2 separate regions of the Zea mays genome follow, and region 2 is linked to region 1. The links are chromatin contacts, called in public Hi-C maps. All regions are on one chromosome and are shown on one strand. Each heading gives the region's core, a stretch centred on a gene start, on an enhancer-like site or on the middle of the called end of the contact. The rest is flanking DNA. Distances are from core to core; before and after follow the strand shown.

Region 1 (5,041 bases), core at 2,155-4,654:
GAAGTAGGAGCGCTTTCCCTTCGTCTTGCTTTTGTTGGGATGCTCCTTGCGACCTTTGAGCGCCGTCTTGAAGCGCTTGATGATGAGGGCCATTTCATCCTCATTTAGCCCAGCCGCCTCAATTTGTGCCACCTTGCTAGGTAGCGCCTCCCTGCTACTTGTTGCCTTGAGAGCAATGGCTTGAGGCTCATGGATTGGGCCATTTAACGCATCATCAACGTATCTTGCCTCCTTGATCATCATTCGCCCGCTTACGAACTTTCCAAGTATCTCCTCGGGCGTCATCTTGGTGTACCTAGGATTCTCACGGATAGAGTTAACAAGATGAGGATCAAGGACGGTGAAGGACCTTAGCATAAGACGGACGACGTCGTGGTCCGTCCATCGCGTGCTTCCATAGCTCCTTATTTTGTTGACGAGGGTCTTGAGCCTGTTGTACGTTTGGGTTGGCTCCTCTCCCCTGATCATCGTGAACCTTCCTAGTTCGCCTTCCACCAACTCCATCTTGGTGAGCATGGTGACGTCGTTCCCCTCATGTGAGATCTTGAGAGTGTCCCAAATCTGCTTGGCGTTATCCAAGCCGCTCACTTTATGATATTCATCCCTGCACAATGAGGCTAACAACACAGTAGTAGCTTGTGCATTTTTATGAATTTGTTCATTAATAAACAAGGGACTATCCGTGTTATCAAATTGCATTCCATTTTCTACTATCTCCCATATACTTGGATGGAGAGAGAACAAGTGGCTACACATTTTGTGACTCTAAAATCCGTAGTCCTCTCCATCAAAGTGAGGAGGTTTACCAAGGGGAATGGAAAGCAAATGAGCATTTGAACTTTGCGGAATACGAGAATAATCAAAAGAAAAGTTTGAATTGACCGTTTTCTTTTTCTCGTAATCGTCGTCGTCCTTTTGGGAAGAGAAAGATTTGTCGCTGTCGTAGTAGACTATCTTCTTGATGCGCCTCTTCTTCTTCCCGTCTTTCTTCTTGTGACTCGAGCCCGAGTCAGTGGGCTTGTCATCTTTTGGCTCATTGAAGAAAGACTCCTTCTCCTTATCATTGACCACCATCCCCTTGCCCTTAGGATCCATCTCTTCGGGCGATTATTCCCTTACGTGAAGAGAACGGCTCTGATACCAATTGAGAGCACCTAGAGGGGGGGTGAATAGGTGATCCTGTAAAAACTTAAATCTTAACACCACAAACTTGATTAGGAGTTAGAACAATAAGATCAAGTGATTAGAGAGAAGATCTCTTGTGAAACACAATAAACACAGTAAGAACAAGCACAAGAGACACGAGGATTTATCCCGTGGTTCGGCCAAGTATAAAACTTGCCTACTCCACGTTGTGGCGTCCCAACGGACGAGAGTTGCACTCAACTCCTCTCAAGTGATCCAATGATCAACTTGAATACCACGGTGTTCTTCTTTACTTTACTCTTTCCCGTTTGCGAGGAATCTCCACAACTCAGAGTCTCTCGCCCTTACAATAAGAATCAAAATGAAGCACTAGAGTAAGAGAGGGAAGCAACACACTCAAATTCACAGCAAATACGCACACACAAGGCCAAGACTTGAGCTCAAAAGAATATCACGAGGTTCTCACTAGAACGGCGCTCAAATCACTAAGAATGTCGAACAAGTGCGCCAAAATGGAGTGTGAATGATCAACAATGCTCAAAGGATGCTTTATGTTCTCCTCCATGCGCCTAGGGGTCCCTTTTATAGCCCCTAGGCAGCTAGGAGCCGTTGAGAGCATTCCAGGAAGGCAATTCTTGCCTTCTGTCGACTGGCGCACCGGACAGTCCGGTGCACCACCGGACACTATCCGGTGCGGATTTCTTTCCTGTTTTGGCGCAGCCGACCGTTGGCGATTTGGAGCCGTTGGCGCACCGGACACTGTCCGGTGCCCCCTTCAGACCGTTGGGCCGGCCACACGTCACGCGCGGATTGCGCGGTCGACCGTTAGCTCGGCCGACCGTTGGCTCACCGGACAGTCCGGTGCACCACCGGATAGTCCGGTGATTTATAGCCGTACACCGCCGACGAAACCCGAGAGCAGCCAGTTCGCCAGAGCCAGCCTGGCACACCGGACACTGTCCGGTGCACCACCGGACAGTCCGGTGCTCCCAGACTGAATTGTCTTTGGCTGAACAAAGCCATCTCTTTTCCAAATTGATTTCTCCTGTTTCCAGTACTTAGACACAATACATTAGTCCTTAAAACAAAGTACTAAGTCTTAGAAACATACCTTTATGTTGATTTTCACTTTGTCCATCATTTGGCATAGATTAACACATGACCACTTGTGTTGGCACTCAATCACTAAAATACTTAGAAATGGCCCAAGGGCACATTTCTCTTTCAAATAGTACTTTCCATCTTCCACAAAAGCATCAACAACATTGTCAGGCAACTTTGCAAGTACAACCTCCCTCCAAGAGAACAAGAGCTAGAAGCTTTCCTCCCAAGACACATACTACTCTTTCAACGCTTTCTCTTTGCCCTTCCAAACTGTATTGTACCCAATAGTGACATTATGACTGCCCTGTTGTGTTTCTTGCAACTCTTTAGCACCCATTTGGTGTTTCTTCATGAGCAAAGATAGAGCGTGGAATGCAACCCAACCACTGGTAGACGTAGTAGTCTTCCTCCTTCCACTAAATGTGCAAGTGTGCACATCGTCTAGTACAACAACCTGTAGAGAGATGCGTCAACGTTTAGTATAACAAAAAGTGAATAATTCAACAACAAATGAACATAATGTAACATTGTAATATACCACAATAGTAGGCAATCATTTCTTTTCTTCGCGTGCATAGATCCTCCAAGGACAATCACCACCCTTACAATAGCCAACATATTTGGTTGTCAAAGTAACATCAATTCCAAGCTCCAACTCATACTTTATTGCATATTGACGCATATCAATCCTGAATTATTTCATGTTAGGAAACAAACAACCTAGCTACATAGAAGGATTCATCCTATCGTACACCACCCTCTTCTGATCTGGAAGAAAGTCTTCACATGGCTGATCAACATGGTGGTCATCCTTGTCAATATCCCTAATTTCTTGCACATTACAAGTTGAACCATATCTATAAAATTCATCTCTTCTACTGTTCTCAGCCTCGACCTCTTTATTGAGTCCAATATTACAATATATCTCATTTTCACATGGTACTTCTACTCTTCCTTCTTTCTCTAGAACATCAGAAACTACCATAGAATCCCAATCAAATTGTGTTGTTGCCTCCGTCCTCTGAATACCCTATATTATAACAGTGAGGTAGCTATCAAGCATCACAAAAAAATTGCAGCAAAAAGGGATTCAAACAGTTATAATTAAGATATGGATATAACCTCATCTCAATGGAACAGGTTTGGTCCAATGGCACTGGTGTTGTAGTGCAACTCGGTGATGCAAGTGGGGGAAATCTACGAGCTGAGAGGGGCTACCACGTCCGACGAGCTGCCAACCGGATCCCCATCCAAATCCATGCCATGCCAGCGAACTCACCTGCCTGCAAGTAACTACACCACATGAGATCTCACACCATACAGTCTAGGAGAGAAGGAACATACGGGAGAGATGGATGGGGAAGAAGAGATGCCCGAGGGGAACTCACGGCCGCCCACGGCCACCAGCCGATGTAGGCTCGATCTCAACGATGGGAGACGACGTCTGGGCTCCACGGTGGTAATGGTGATGGAGTGCTGCTAACCGGATGGGTGGACAACAAATGATTTTGTCGTGTCTATTTCAGCGTGTTGAAGCCGTCTAAACTTCCATTTTATCGAGTGTGTCGTGTTTCATAATGCCAATAATCTCTCCGCAGCCGACTCGCCCCGGTGGGGCTGACTGAGCTCCGGTCCGCCTCGACCCGCGGCCGTACGCCCCGGAGCTCCACCCGTCGCGCCGCGTCGGAGCTCGTCGCCGGCGATGGCTTCCGCGGTGGGCGCTTCGACCGCCACGCGGTTCCTCCCGCGGCTCCCGGACCCGTGGCGGCCGCGTCGTGCGCGCGCGGCGCTCCCGCCGCTCACGTGGCGGCCTCCCGCGGTCACGGTGGCCGCGGCGTCGCCCCGACCTGGGGAAGCGGAAGGTAGGCGGCGGGAGAGGACGCGGAGGCGGCGCGCCAGGGGGCCGGGGCAAGAGGAAGGCGTCTCGCTAAGCTCTGGTGAGAAGATTGCTCAGCTCCACCGCCGTCTTCTCCTCGCCACCTAATTCCTTCCCTCGGCTCCTGTCAGCCGGCCGGCCGGCCAGACAGCTAAGGGCGCATATTTTGGTTGCAACATCAGAAATATGCAATAACTCGTGGCAAATTTTGTAATCAAGTTCTTCAGACGGGGAATTCCCATGTTTGTTTGATGATTTGCTTTCTAGCCATGGCGTCCAAGTGATTTTACAGCGACCAGAGTCCAGAACGAGCTATCCGCTGACTCTCTGGCGGTTTCATGAGATTACTTATTTCTCTCAGCTGGCTTACATTGGATATGTATGCAGAAAAGGAGACGCTAAATTCTACTCCACGTGCTCAAACCAACAAGGATGCAGAGCCCGAACCGGTGTCCAGCACGACTGGGAAAGGTTCTGCCATTAGAAGGGTGACACTGGTGGTCAGTTTCTTCTTTATATCTACCGTTTTGTTGATTCAGCTTAGAGTTAGTTCTACGCGTGGACATAATATATTGATCTGGTTCAGGTTCTCGCTGCAGTGCTTTTTGGAGTTAGCATTGCCTTGAGGGACGGGGCTGAGAAGGCATCGGAGTATTTTGCTGGGTGTGTTCTATGCATATCCCTTTGTATTTAGCATTGACGCTGTTTTACGAAATAAGTTTGACTCCCTTTTGCATTAGGACTTCCAGGATCACATATCAAGAACATCACATTTGAGAAGCACACAGCACTGAGCACTGCGTGTTACCTTTAACTTGTGTTTGTTTTCTGAATGGATCCTCTGTTGTTTCGTGCAAGTTAGTTTATTTACATCGCATATTCATCTAGTCATACATCTTGCTATCTATCTATTCC
Region 2 (5,018 bases), core at 1,574-4,073, 330 kb after region 1:
GACTCCTTGATCTCCTCTCATCACGGTCTCGGCGTCCACCCCTAGGAGATCCAGACGGGGATCTGGATCGGCTGAGGGTAAAGAAGGATTGTTAACACAATGATGCTTGACGAAAATAAAACAGAAATGCAAGATAAAGAAGAATAGAAAAAACAGCGAACACCATCAAAATAGACAAAATACATGACCAATAAGGGGTTTCCTTTCTTTAGAATACCTATAGCTCCGGCTTCTGCTGTAGCTCCGGCTGCGGCCCCGTCCTCGGCGTGGGGATGGAGACCGTGAATAGCTTCTCTCACGCCTAAACATATTTAGCAAGCAACTTCTTTAATGAAAGCATTCAATGATATACACTAGAATATAGTGCTTAAGTGTGTCATATAGCTGTGGAATGTAGCTGATAGTGTTAACAATAAACACCTGAGGTTCCTTGGACTGTTCTGGCAATTTCTTTCTATATGGCCCCTTTCGCCACAACGGTAGCATTTGTTCTTCCAGTCACCAGCCTGACAGTCTCTTGCCCAGTGACCATCAACTCCACAGTTAAAACAACGGCCTGTTCCTGGTGGAGGTCCTCTTCCGTTGTAATCACGTGAACCACCAGAACCACGAGGAACCTGCAAACACAAGTTATTTTGGAAAATCATAAGCTCAATATCCATATGCTCATTTAAGCAGCAGCACAATGGCAGGGCACCAACTTACCCCTTTAGCAAATTCAACAATAATGCGGCTTCCATCGACGTCCCTGCCATCTAGGTTGTACTGTGCATCATCAGCATCACGGGGGTCACTGAATTCCTGTTTTGCAATTAACCAAGGGTCACAATAAAGAATGCCACAATTAAAACAAATGTTTTTTTCAATTTCTATAATATGAGCAAGCCACCATTATATAGGTAACAGTTGCAGAATTGAACTGAGGGCAGTAAAGTACACATACAATGAATGCATAGTCACGCTTCAACTCCACTTCTCGAATTCTGCGGAAATGGTTGCCACAAACAATAAGCTGACGTGAGTCGAAGTACTCAAATACATTAACTTGCAACTTCATCATCTACAACAGTCAATAAGATTACACCAAGGGCGCCCTTCACCAAAGTCCTCCACAAACATTGGAACTATGGCCACCAATTCCATCAAGGGCACCCTTCCACCACACCTCCATGGTTGTGTAAAAAACCGAAAAACCTTCAACAAGATCATTCAAGTCAAATAGGCCCAGGTCAAACATTTATTTTGTGCTTAGTGATGTAACAGAACATACACCAATAAAATCAGAAGACTTGTATGACCCCATCCACAAAAACCTCAAAATGATGTCAAGCATCACAAAACCCAACACCTTCATAAACTACCTATTATGAACAGGCGAGTTGGTTAGGTGGTCTGAGTAGCACTTGTCAGGTTCTAGGTTTGACTCCCCGTGGGAGCGAATTTTCAGGCTGTGGTTAAAAGTTAAAACATCCCCTCGCCTGTCCCAAGCCAAAGCACAGGCCTGGCCCGGTCGTTCTCACTTGGGCTACGGTGCCATTGTGTATGGGTGGGGGTGGTGGGGCAGGAGTTTAGAGGTTTTCTCGACCTGCGTGGAAGGTCTTCTTGACCTGTGTGAGAAGGTCTTCTTAATATAATATTGTACAGACGGTCTTACCCCCACAGGTCGAGTTTTTTTTGAACACGATAGGAAAGCCCCTAGCTTGCTATTGTATTTTATATCTGGATTGATGTGTAGTTGTGTACCACAAAATTTAACCATGCAGAGTTAACATCACGTGCTCATGATATATACTACTCCCTCCGTTCATTTTTATTTGACGTCGGCATGTAAAAGTGGAATTGTATGGCGTCAAATATATAAAAACGGAGGTAGTAGAGCATAACTGGTGTCCGACCACATAACAAAAAGCAGCACGCCAGCACACTCTGAGTTTCAGAATAGTTCTATGTGCATATAATGTGATGCTTACCTCCCATATTTGCTGAAAAGGTATTCTAGGTCACGAGAACGGGTGCGGGGAGACAATCTTCCAACATACAAGCGTGTATTCCCATAGCGATCATCATTGCGAGGCATATCTCCTGAACACGTGAGAAGCATAAGCGTCAGTATTCTAATGAGAAGTAAAAAAAATCTAGCTCAAGTTCACACAACAAGAACATAAGAGCATAAACATATATCTGAGCCATCTAATACTTCGACAATCCAACTAGAAAATGGATCCCAGGTTCAATCTACACAACCATATATCAGTTCGAACATCACAGCAATGGCAGCGGCCATGGATTGTACGCACTTTTACTCATCAAGCTGCAAATACCCCTAATCGCCCAGGTGCTAAATAAATCTGAGATCCGCGCAAGAAATCGTCCCCCAGCAAAACCCTAAGCAACACGCCGGACAAGCAAATCACGATCTCCGCAGCAAAAAAGTTGGAACCTGTCGGCCGTAAATTACCAGACAGCCAGAACGGAGCGAGAATTTACAAAATCATCGAACACAGCGGGGCGCCAAAGAAGCAAATCGACCCGGTAAGCAGCAAAATCGCCGCAAGCAAAGACGACAATTTTTTTTAAAAAAACGGAACCGAGGGCTCGCTGCAGAGCATAGATCCAGCGGAACATGAAGGGCAAGCCACCGGGTCCTTACCAGCAGTAAAGAAACCAACCAACGGGAAGATGGCCAACGCAACCAGTACAGCGTGAGGAGAAAGAGAGCGGTGGAGGCGCACGGTGTACCTGGATCTGGATCGAGGGAGGCGCTTCCGGCGGCGGCGATGCGGCGGGGAGAGGGTTTGGACTTTGGAGGGTGTCCGACGATGCGGGGTGGGGAAAGGATATGGTTGGTTGGTCTGGCCTACTAGGGAGCCGCCAGCTGCTTACTAGGTCAGGCCTCCCCGTTCCAGCCCATGGGCCAAAAGGCGGTGCAGGCCCATCGGCGTTCCAGCTCGGCCCAGCCCCGCACAACGAGTGAATTCCACCTCCGCCGCCGGCGGCATCATCAGTTTCTCTCTAGTAGAATTGAGATCCCTCCTACCACATCCGTTCCCCTTCCCTTCCCTCCTCTCGCGCGCCGGCTCCACGCAGATCCAGGTACCTGTCCTATCACCGTTCTCTCTCTCGTCTCTTGCCGGCGAGCGGCCGCCGTATCGCTCGCTCTCCACGGAGGGACGCGATTGCCGCTACGTCCCGTGGGGCCGCGAATCGGGGCGTTCCTTCGTTCGTTCCTGGCTTTGCCGCGCTGCGTGGCGGGGATCGTCTGCCCGTCGGTGTTTGTTTTCTAGAAGCGATTCTATTGTTCAGATGAACCTCCGTGCACGCCCCGCATGCAGTTTGACGCGGGGACCTGTGAGCCTTTGGCCCGCCCGATCTACAGTCGCTAGGGCTTTCGAGGGTCGCTTAGGGTTTTTGTTGGGGGGGGGGGGGGGGGGTTATTCTGGGTTTTTGTTGGGGGATTAGTCTATCCTCGGTCGGGTGTGCGATTTTTAGTTTCTGCTACCTCGAATTGAACACTGGTACCCTATATTACTGTGTGATATTGAATTGAATAGTGTTTCAATACAGTCGGTCAGCAGCAATACTGCGCAATTCAAATTTACTTTCCGCTCCTGCTCAAATGGTCCAGCCTTGGAATGCAACAACAATGATTTAGACCTTATATTATTTTGGTAGTGAATGGCTAGTACAGTGGAGCCCGAATGTTTGGGGATTGATTCTAGCCTAAGGCTATATGCTACTGTTCACACCGAAATTTCTGTATGGTTGCTCTCATAAGTGCTGAGCATCAATCAACCATGGCCATGGGGGCCCTCCAAGTTGCAATTTCTGCTGCCCTCTTTGTTGATACTCTCTTGCTCACGGTTTTGTTGCAGGACTAGGCTGTTTCGGTTGGTTGGGTAAGGTCGGGGAATTCTAGTCTGAATTTTTAGTTTCTGTTACCTTGAATTGCATAGTGTTGTGGCTGCATTGCAGTTGGCAACTAGCGACAACTGCTTCCCGCAATGAAATAACGAGGCTTTAGACCTTTAGCGAAGGGAAAATACAGTTGATCTCAATCCCTTGGGGATCAATTCTATCGGATGGTACTGATCTAATAGTAGTTTCTGTATAGTGGTTCTCATGATTAATGACCAGCAACCAACGTTATTAGTTGGGTTGCTATCTGATATGATCATATGACTCTGTGGGGGCCTCCGCGTTGCAATTGTAATCACTAGCTTTGTCGATACTCTCTTGTGGTGTCAGGTTCGCTATGACATATGCACTGTCATGAGATTGTACAAGGTGACAGGGGAAATCCTCTGTTTTAGTGCATACCATTCATTTAGGGCTCTGATTGAATTGTTTGTAATCCTTTCACTTGTTATCACTAAACCGTATTGTTAGTGCAATTTGTAGGTGCTTTCTGCCACTTTATTCATTAAGTTCTTGATGAAACAACTAATAGTATTTTTTTTTGTTGACAGGAGATATGCCTCGCTATGATGACCGCTATGGAGGCACGCGCTTGTATGTTGGCAGATTGGCCACTCGTACTCGTTCCCGCGATTTAGAACATCTGTTTGGCAGATATGGAAGGTAAGACCAGCACTGTGCTCAGTCAGAGATTGCCAAGAGTATCCAGTAATTGAAAATCTTGCAATGCTTTACATTGTCTAAAAATATGATCAGACCAGTCAGGATACTTGATTTCTGAGAAACACTTGGGCTGTCATTATGTATGATCTTATAGAATGTACTAGTGAGGAGGTTCTCCTGCTCTTTTAATAGGTTGTTGCTATCAGGTGTCAAGTAAAGTAATGAGTTTCTTGTTAAATTCGCCATCAGATGGTAAACAATGATTGTTCTGAACTGGTGGAGGTGCAAACCATCTGATATATAGGAGAGCCTAGTAAGCTAAGGGGCCCTTGCTACCCTTCTTATAGCCATTTTAGCAGGTACTGGGTTCAGTGGTACTATTGAGTCTTATCAAGTTACTTGTGGTTGAGCCTCTCTCCAAAACATTGTCTTTGGTAGTT

The links. A called contact is a pair of places that touch in the nucleus more often than the background predicts.
Region 2: a contact with region 1 is called in a Hi-C map of endosperm, with 3 times the contacts expected there. The contact joins the promoter of LOC100382130 here to the promoter of LOC103635949 in region 1. A contact is called at or near these places in 9 of 25 Hi-C or Micro-C datasets (bundle sheath, ear, endosperm and 2 more).

The regions. Positions count from the first base shown.
Region 1 is chr8:135,816,383-135,821,423 of Zm-B73-REFERENCE-NAM-5.0, forward strand. It overlaps LOC103635949 (thylakoid membrane protein TERC, chloroplastic), which reads left to right and starts at 3,405. Exons shown (of 14, transcript XM_008658317.2): 1 at 3,405-4,187; 2 at 4,514-4,626; 3 at 4,713-4,789. The coding sequence starts at 3,953. It overlaps LOC103635950 (a long non-coding RNA gene), which reads right to left and starts at 3,606. Exons shown (of 3, transcript XR_557722.4): 1 at 3,373-3,606; 2 at 2,789-3,280; 3 at 1,318-2,704.
Region 2 is chr8:136,146,642-136,151,659 of Zm-B73-REFERENCE-NAM-5.0, forward strand. LOC100382130 reads right to left here and starts at 2,824. Exons shown (of 6, transcript NM_001174891.1): 1 at 2,740-2,824; 2 at 944-2,082; 3 at 706-801; 4 at 421-617; 5 at 218-301; 6 at 1-71. The coding sequence starts at 1,060. LOC100276428 reads left to right here and starts at 2,998. Exons shown (of 7, transcript NM_001320254.1): 1 at 2,998-3,093; 2 at 4,467-4,578. The coding sequence starts at 4,472.